Regions from separate parts of the Zea mays genome. Here region 1 is linked to region 2. A link is a contact called in public Hi-C data. All regions are on one chromosome and are shown on one strand. The core of a region is the stretch at or near the end of the contact, and the rest is flanking DNA. Distances in the headings are between cores, read along the strand shown.

Region 1 (3,092 bases), core at 165-2,664, 110 kb after region 2:
ATGGCGAAACAATATGACAAGCAGTTTCCATGCCTTACGCGCAGCGAGCCTTGAATCGGCTTCGCTCTTTGCTCCGGTGCAGACCATCTTCCCTGTAGCAAATATCAGTGCCGTTGTCTTGGGCTCCCTTATCCTCATGATAGCCGCACCAAAACGCTGTCAAGTAAGTATCAGGGTCACTGCCGGTGAGACTGCAGCTATCGAATGTAATATATAGTTCCATGCAACAAAAAAAAAGTCTAAGGTAAATGAAAAGGCAGCAGCGGCACTGATGATGATACATACCCTTGGGTTGTACTCTGCGTTACGAGCACTGTTGGCGACATGTTGCAGATCGACCTTGCAGTCCAAGTTGACTGTTGATACAATGTTCCTGACACATCAGACAAGAGGCAGGTTATGGCTCTGCATTGTTTCAATCTGGGCAGCAAACTAAAGAGGCAACACCTATCAACCCTTCTGAAAATCCAAGCAAGAAAAAAGCAACGGCAACTCTTCAGATCAAAAGGAAAAGAAAAATAACAGCAACTCTTTTACATCCAGATCAGCAATGATGGCATGCTAGTTCATTTGTATGCAAATTCAACACACTTTAATCTCCCCCATACCATGCTAAGGATCAAACAGGTCATGCGTAATTCCCCTACCCCACGGAGATATCGGCTGCTATTTCCTACTGGTTGACTAGACCGGATTTTTTTGCATTTTGACCTTTTTCGTAAAAAATTTACATCACGACGTAATCTAATTTTTAGAACATTTTTTCAACACCATAAACCATGACACCAAAGTAACACGGCTCGTTGTCGTGACTTAGCGTCGAGGTGGAACACCGAGTGCTGTGTTCGGCGCCATAAGTCGTGGCGTCGACCTTGACGCCAAGAATTAATTTGAACAATTCATATACAACATTATATTAATAAATTAATTGTATATAACATCGCCAAAAATCTTGAAACCGGAGTTGTGCTAAATTGGCGATATTATATATAATTAATTTATTAATGTAATGTTGGATGTGAGTCGTTTAAATTAATTCTTTGTGTCTTGTGGTGCCAAGCTAGGCGCCAACACACCACCCGATGCCTTATCTGTCACGGCGTCGGCGTCGGCGTCGAGCCGTGTGACCTCTAGGTCATAATCATAAACTGTGGCATCGAGAAAAGAGTTTAAAATGAGGTTATGTCATCCAAAATCCAAAGGGCAAACATATTTTTTGTGCATTGTAAACAATGAACACCAATCTGCGATCGGGGCTCGGGACTCACTGCAGGTTGGGGACGATGCCGGACGGGACCCCGGACTCATGCGCTCCGTTCATCGCCGACGACGCCGTGGATCGTCCTTCTCCTCCGACGCCGCTCCCGCTGCGCAGCACCAGCGAGGACACCCTAACGGCGGCAAGCAAACTGTTCTCGTTTTGAATGAGCGCGGGTTATATTTTGGCGAGAGGGTTTTGGGTCGAGTACGGACGGGCAAGGGGGCTTGGATTCCAACGACTTTGGTGCGAGGAAGAAAAGAAGAAGGCGGGGCGGGTGGGGCCCTGGATTTATGGACTCGACCTGGGTTGGGTTCGAGACCGGCTGGCTTTCGCTCGGTCGCTGAAAACTGGACAGCCCGCCGAAGTAGGTTTTGACTTTTGTTCAACTGTCATCTTTTTTTATTCTTTTTCATAATACATCTACGAAATTATTTTATTCTTTCCACGAGTGTACATGCGCAAAGCTAAACAAGTGCGCAGATGGAATTAAGCAAAGCAAGGATATGTATATCCTAGTCCACACGGTCCACAACCACAAACAATCCAACAAATCCAGTTCGTTAGGATATGATCAGCGTATAGATCGTGCAACGAAAGCAAAGCACGTACAGGAGCCGAGCGAAAGGAAGAGAAACCCATCATCACTGGTGACGCAGACGCGAGACTGGATACACACGGTCATCGCGTCCGAGTCCGACGGAGCAGAACCGGCGGCGAGCCGACCACCCGAGCAGCCAGCGATGAAGCAGGCAGTGAGGCAGCAGCAGCACCGGGGGGAGCTCGTCATCCGTGGTCCGTGGACGACGAACATGACTAAACGGGGAATTAAACGGTTGCGGACGACATTTCTTTCTCATTTCTATTTCTCGCGTGATAAATTCTCATAAGAGATCCCTATTCCCGTTTAAATTATAATTAAAATATATTTTATTATTAATATAAAATATTGTCATTTATACACATTGTCAGATGTAAAAAATTATTATGTGTAGATCAAAATAAACACATCCGTATAACGAGTGATCTCTTGACAAGATAATTATTTATTTTTATTATTAACTATTGTATAAAAACATCATCACGTATAATTTTAACGGGTCCCGCGGGAACGGGTTCCTCATCCCATCATCATCTAGGCTTTGTTTGCATACTCTAGTATTCATCCTCTAGTATTAACTCAATCCACATCAACACATGTGTATTAGAGATGAATACTAATGTACCCAAACAAGACATTGATTGTTAGGAGAGAGTTTTTACCGTTTACATCCCATGGAGAAAATACTACTCTATTTTCATCCTCGAATAGAAGAATTCTTGGCTGGAAATCGGAGATCAGGACACATTACCCTCTCTAAAGATGACGGACCTGCCAACTCGACCTCTACACGGCCACCCAACACACACACGGACCAGCAATCAGGCTCCTGGGCCACAGCACGGTGCACTCAACATGGTCCCGCCAGAGGCCCATTGCTTGAAAATCGCTGGGCCCCTCTCCAAGCAGAACGGACTCGAGCTCCGGAATTTGGCCCACGAACCCGAGAGCCCTACTCCTAGGCGACGCCTGTAGAAGGCATGCACGAAAATCAGCGCCACCATAGCTCGGCCAGCATTGGATGATTGGATCCTCCTCCACCCTTCCCAACTCGACACCGGGCTCCTTTCTACTCCCTCTGTGTCCCAGAAGAAATCGTTTGACTTTTTTATATCAAATTTGATATGCTTGTTTTATTAAAAATATTAAAATAAATTGTATGATAAACTAAACCAAAATAAAAAAATAATTATATTTTTTTAATAAGATGATCCGGTTAAACTTGGTATCAAA
Region 2 (2,940 bases), core at 209-2,708:
CGATCTAGCACCGCGAAGGGGCTACTGTTGGGGGTCTGCTTCGTAGCCGAAGGTCCTGTAAGAAGAAACACCTTCGGAAGATTAGCACAGAAATAACGCCGTAGCTACCTTCCAGAGAACTTCGGCACAACAACATGCCTTAAGACGAAGGGTTGCACCGACTTAAAGATGAAAAGACAGATTGGCCCATGATAGTTTGTGTCATGATTGTAATCGATTATAAAGGGTATAAATGTAATTTCACACAGGCTCCGCCCTGTGTCTATAAATAGATAAACAGTACCCCGTACTGTTCACGCTGATTTGTACTCGCTCGTGCATCACGCTTGTATTATCTCCTTCTATCAAGCCGAAGGTACAAATGTAATTCTATATTATTTATGTTTATTCATGATAATATAATAAAAGATGAGTTAATAATGTTACATAATTATTCATGTTGTCTTTTATATTTCACATGATTCTTGTTTCATTAACGTATATTGCGATGATGAAGGTATGTCCTTCATGACCTTCGTCTGAAGATCATTATATCTTAAGGGAAATAATGCTTCGAAGGACGAAGGGCTTTAACCTGTAACATTTTGTGTTGTCTTGTTCTTAATTCATAGCATTTGAGAACAAGTCCCCAGCAACGGGGATTGCTTGCGGAGGAAGATGAAGGTGTCTGCAGAGTATTGAGACGTGAAAACGACACAATCCTCATGTCACGACGACTCGATGGATTCTGCATTCACATTGATTTAGGTTATTTCCACTGAAGCGATTCTAAGAGAATCAGACTAAGAAGCAAAGCGTTTGGCGGCTAGGATTGATTCTGACGCCCAAAATTGGAGCAGAAGCCAATTAATCCAAAACAAGGCCATAATGTGTTGTTTTAAAACTTTCAGTTTTTTTCTCGGTGGGGTTAATTAAGCAAACCAAGTACTATATAATCTAATACCCTTAACACTGACATGCATGCACGCGTACATATCAGCATATGCATGTCGGCGCGAAGCTAAGGAGTAGGGGTACTAGTGAATAGTGATGGCATCAAGAACGCATCATGCGTCCTAGGGTGACAAACTGGCCGGTAAAGAGGAAAAGAGCATCGTCCCTTGGGCAAGAAAAGGTGACGCTAAAATGATTGGGTCGCGACGCAAACGCAAATGATAAGCATGTGGGGCGGTAAGTGTGCCAGGCTGAATTTCTTTAATGGCTTGCGCTCCGCCGCCCGACAGCGACACCATGATGTGACAGTTTCTTTTGATCTGCTACAATATAAATATATTAATTTGTATGTACATATATGTGTTAACTCTTAACACTGCACTGACACACGGCATATATATAAAGATGTATACATATATATATAATAATAAACCCCGGAAAAGTTGCGGCTTTTCCACCGCAGCCCAGCACGGGCATAGAAAGAAGAGAGCTCCCTCCCGGTACCGGGCGCGGGAGCTATGCCTATGCGTGTCGTGTTCTGTGGTGTCAGCGTCACACAACAACACAGATTACTTGTGCGTGCGTGCATGGCAGCATCTAGACGCACCGGCCAGTAATTTTACGAAGGCAGATTCTAACAGCAATCAGTAGCAATTTCGACTATTCATGAGACCATACCACGTCATTAACTAAAAACGGCACGTTTTTTACACACCCTGACGGCGCTAGATCTAATTGGTTAAAAAATTAATAGTGAAATTAACTAGCTAACAAATATATAGTTAACTATTACCTAATTTATTAAAAATAGATAATTATTAAACTATTATCTAGGATATTTGGATATCTTCATCTAGTTTTAACCACTAACTATCAGATCTAATGCATTCAAACACTCCATGCCAGTGAGCCACGGTAACAATGATGGTCCAGATAAACACGTATGGTCCCACCCGTGTTGCTGGAGACCATCTAAACATATACTACATAAATATTTGTCGTCCACTAGTTTATTTTTTAAACTAAACCACGACAAATAAAAAATTCTTTCTTTCGTGGCTTTGTTCTCTTCAAGCTTGCGAGTAACATATGAAGCAGAGCCATTCAAGATTGCGAGATGGAACAGCAAATCTAGCAGAAGCTTGTGGCTTGTGCCGCTGGACCACACGCCAGGGTTAAGCCAGAAGGCTCGCGCGCGTACCTCCGATACCGAATCACATGCCGAGACGTGACTCCTAAGTCCTAAGCCCGCCGAATAATTAGAGCTTGCCGCTGAAGGAACTGATGAATAGCTTCCCAGCAACTCAGAGCCTCCCTGTCCCATCATCCTCCTCTTTCACCCAAGAGCGAAGTTAATCACAGATAAATCTGGAAGCTTCTTTCTTGGGAGGAAAGAGACAGCACTGCCCTGGCTCTGCGCTGTGTGCCTGGGAGGACCATCCCAGCTGCTAGCTGCAGCAAACCTCCAAGGTTGTTCTTGTCCAGGCCGGGTCGGGACCCGTCATTGGCTCGACGTGGTATCCTTTTTCCTTTGCCCACTGTTGGTCCCTCCACAATTCCTGCCCTTGTGCGGTTGTACAAAAGCTGTATGGTGCGCAACACTGGCCTTTTGAAGCAGCAACTGTCCAGCAAGTGAAGGCTTAGGACCGGCTGCTGAAAACAATGCTCCAACGCCCACCACGACTCTGCTGAAAACAATTCACCAAGCTCAAAAATTGGCTTCGGTCTCCAAGTGATTGCTGTCTTGGACACCTCTGAAGTTTCAGACTCACAGAATTTGGTCGTACCAAAAAATGAGGATATCCTGTCCTGCCCGTGTGACCACCAGAGCAGAGCTGTGAGTTTCCTTCTGGCCAGATTAAAGTGCTATTCCTCAGTGTTATCATGGTCTTACCGCAAAGATTCCCCGTGGTTTCACAAAAGGTACCGTCACCTAAAGCACACACTTGAGTAGTAACAGCCGCAGGGCATTACAACTCTTCCAGATATCCATTTAAGCAATCAGTA

Evidence for each region. Hi-C and Micro-C count contacts between places; a contact is called where the count stands out from the background.
Region 1: a Hi-C map of ear shows a contact between it and region 2, with 3 times the contacts expected there. The contact joins the promoter of LOC103626103 here to the enhancer-like site in region 2. A contact is called at or near these places in 3 of 25 Hi-C or Micro-C datasets (ear, leaf and tassel).

What each region holds. Positions count from the first base shown.
Region 1 is chr5:23,242,135-23,245,226 of Zm-B73-REFERENCE-NAM-5.0, forward strand. It overlaps LOC103626103 (TATA-box-binding protein 1-like), which reads right to left and starts at 1,415. Exons shown (of 6, transcript XM_008646477.3): 1 at 1,269-1,415; 2 at 286-373; 3 at 34-156. The coding sequence starts at 1,321.
Region 2 is chr5:23,132,618-23,135,557 of Zm-B73-REFERENCE-NAM-5.0, forward strand. No RefSeq gene overlaps it. Among protein-coding and RNA genes, the nearest start is that of LOC103626101, 22 kb to the right of the region's middle. Within about 2 kb of position 1,459, at least 19 of the 20 cell types and tissues checked have an H3K27ac peak or open chromatin away from gene starts, as enhancers often do. A contact at or near this core is called in ear, leaf and tassel, where this site is marked.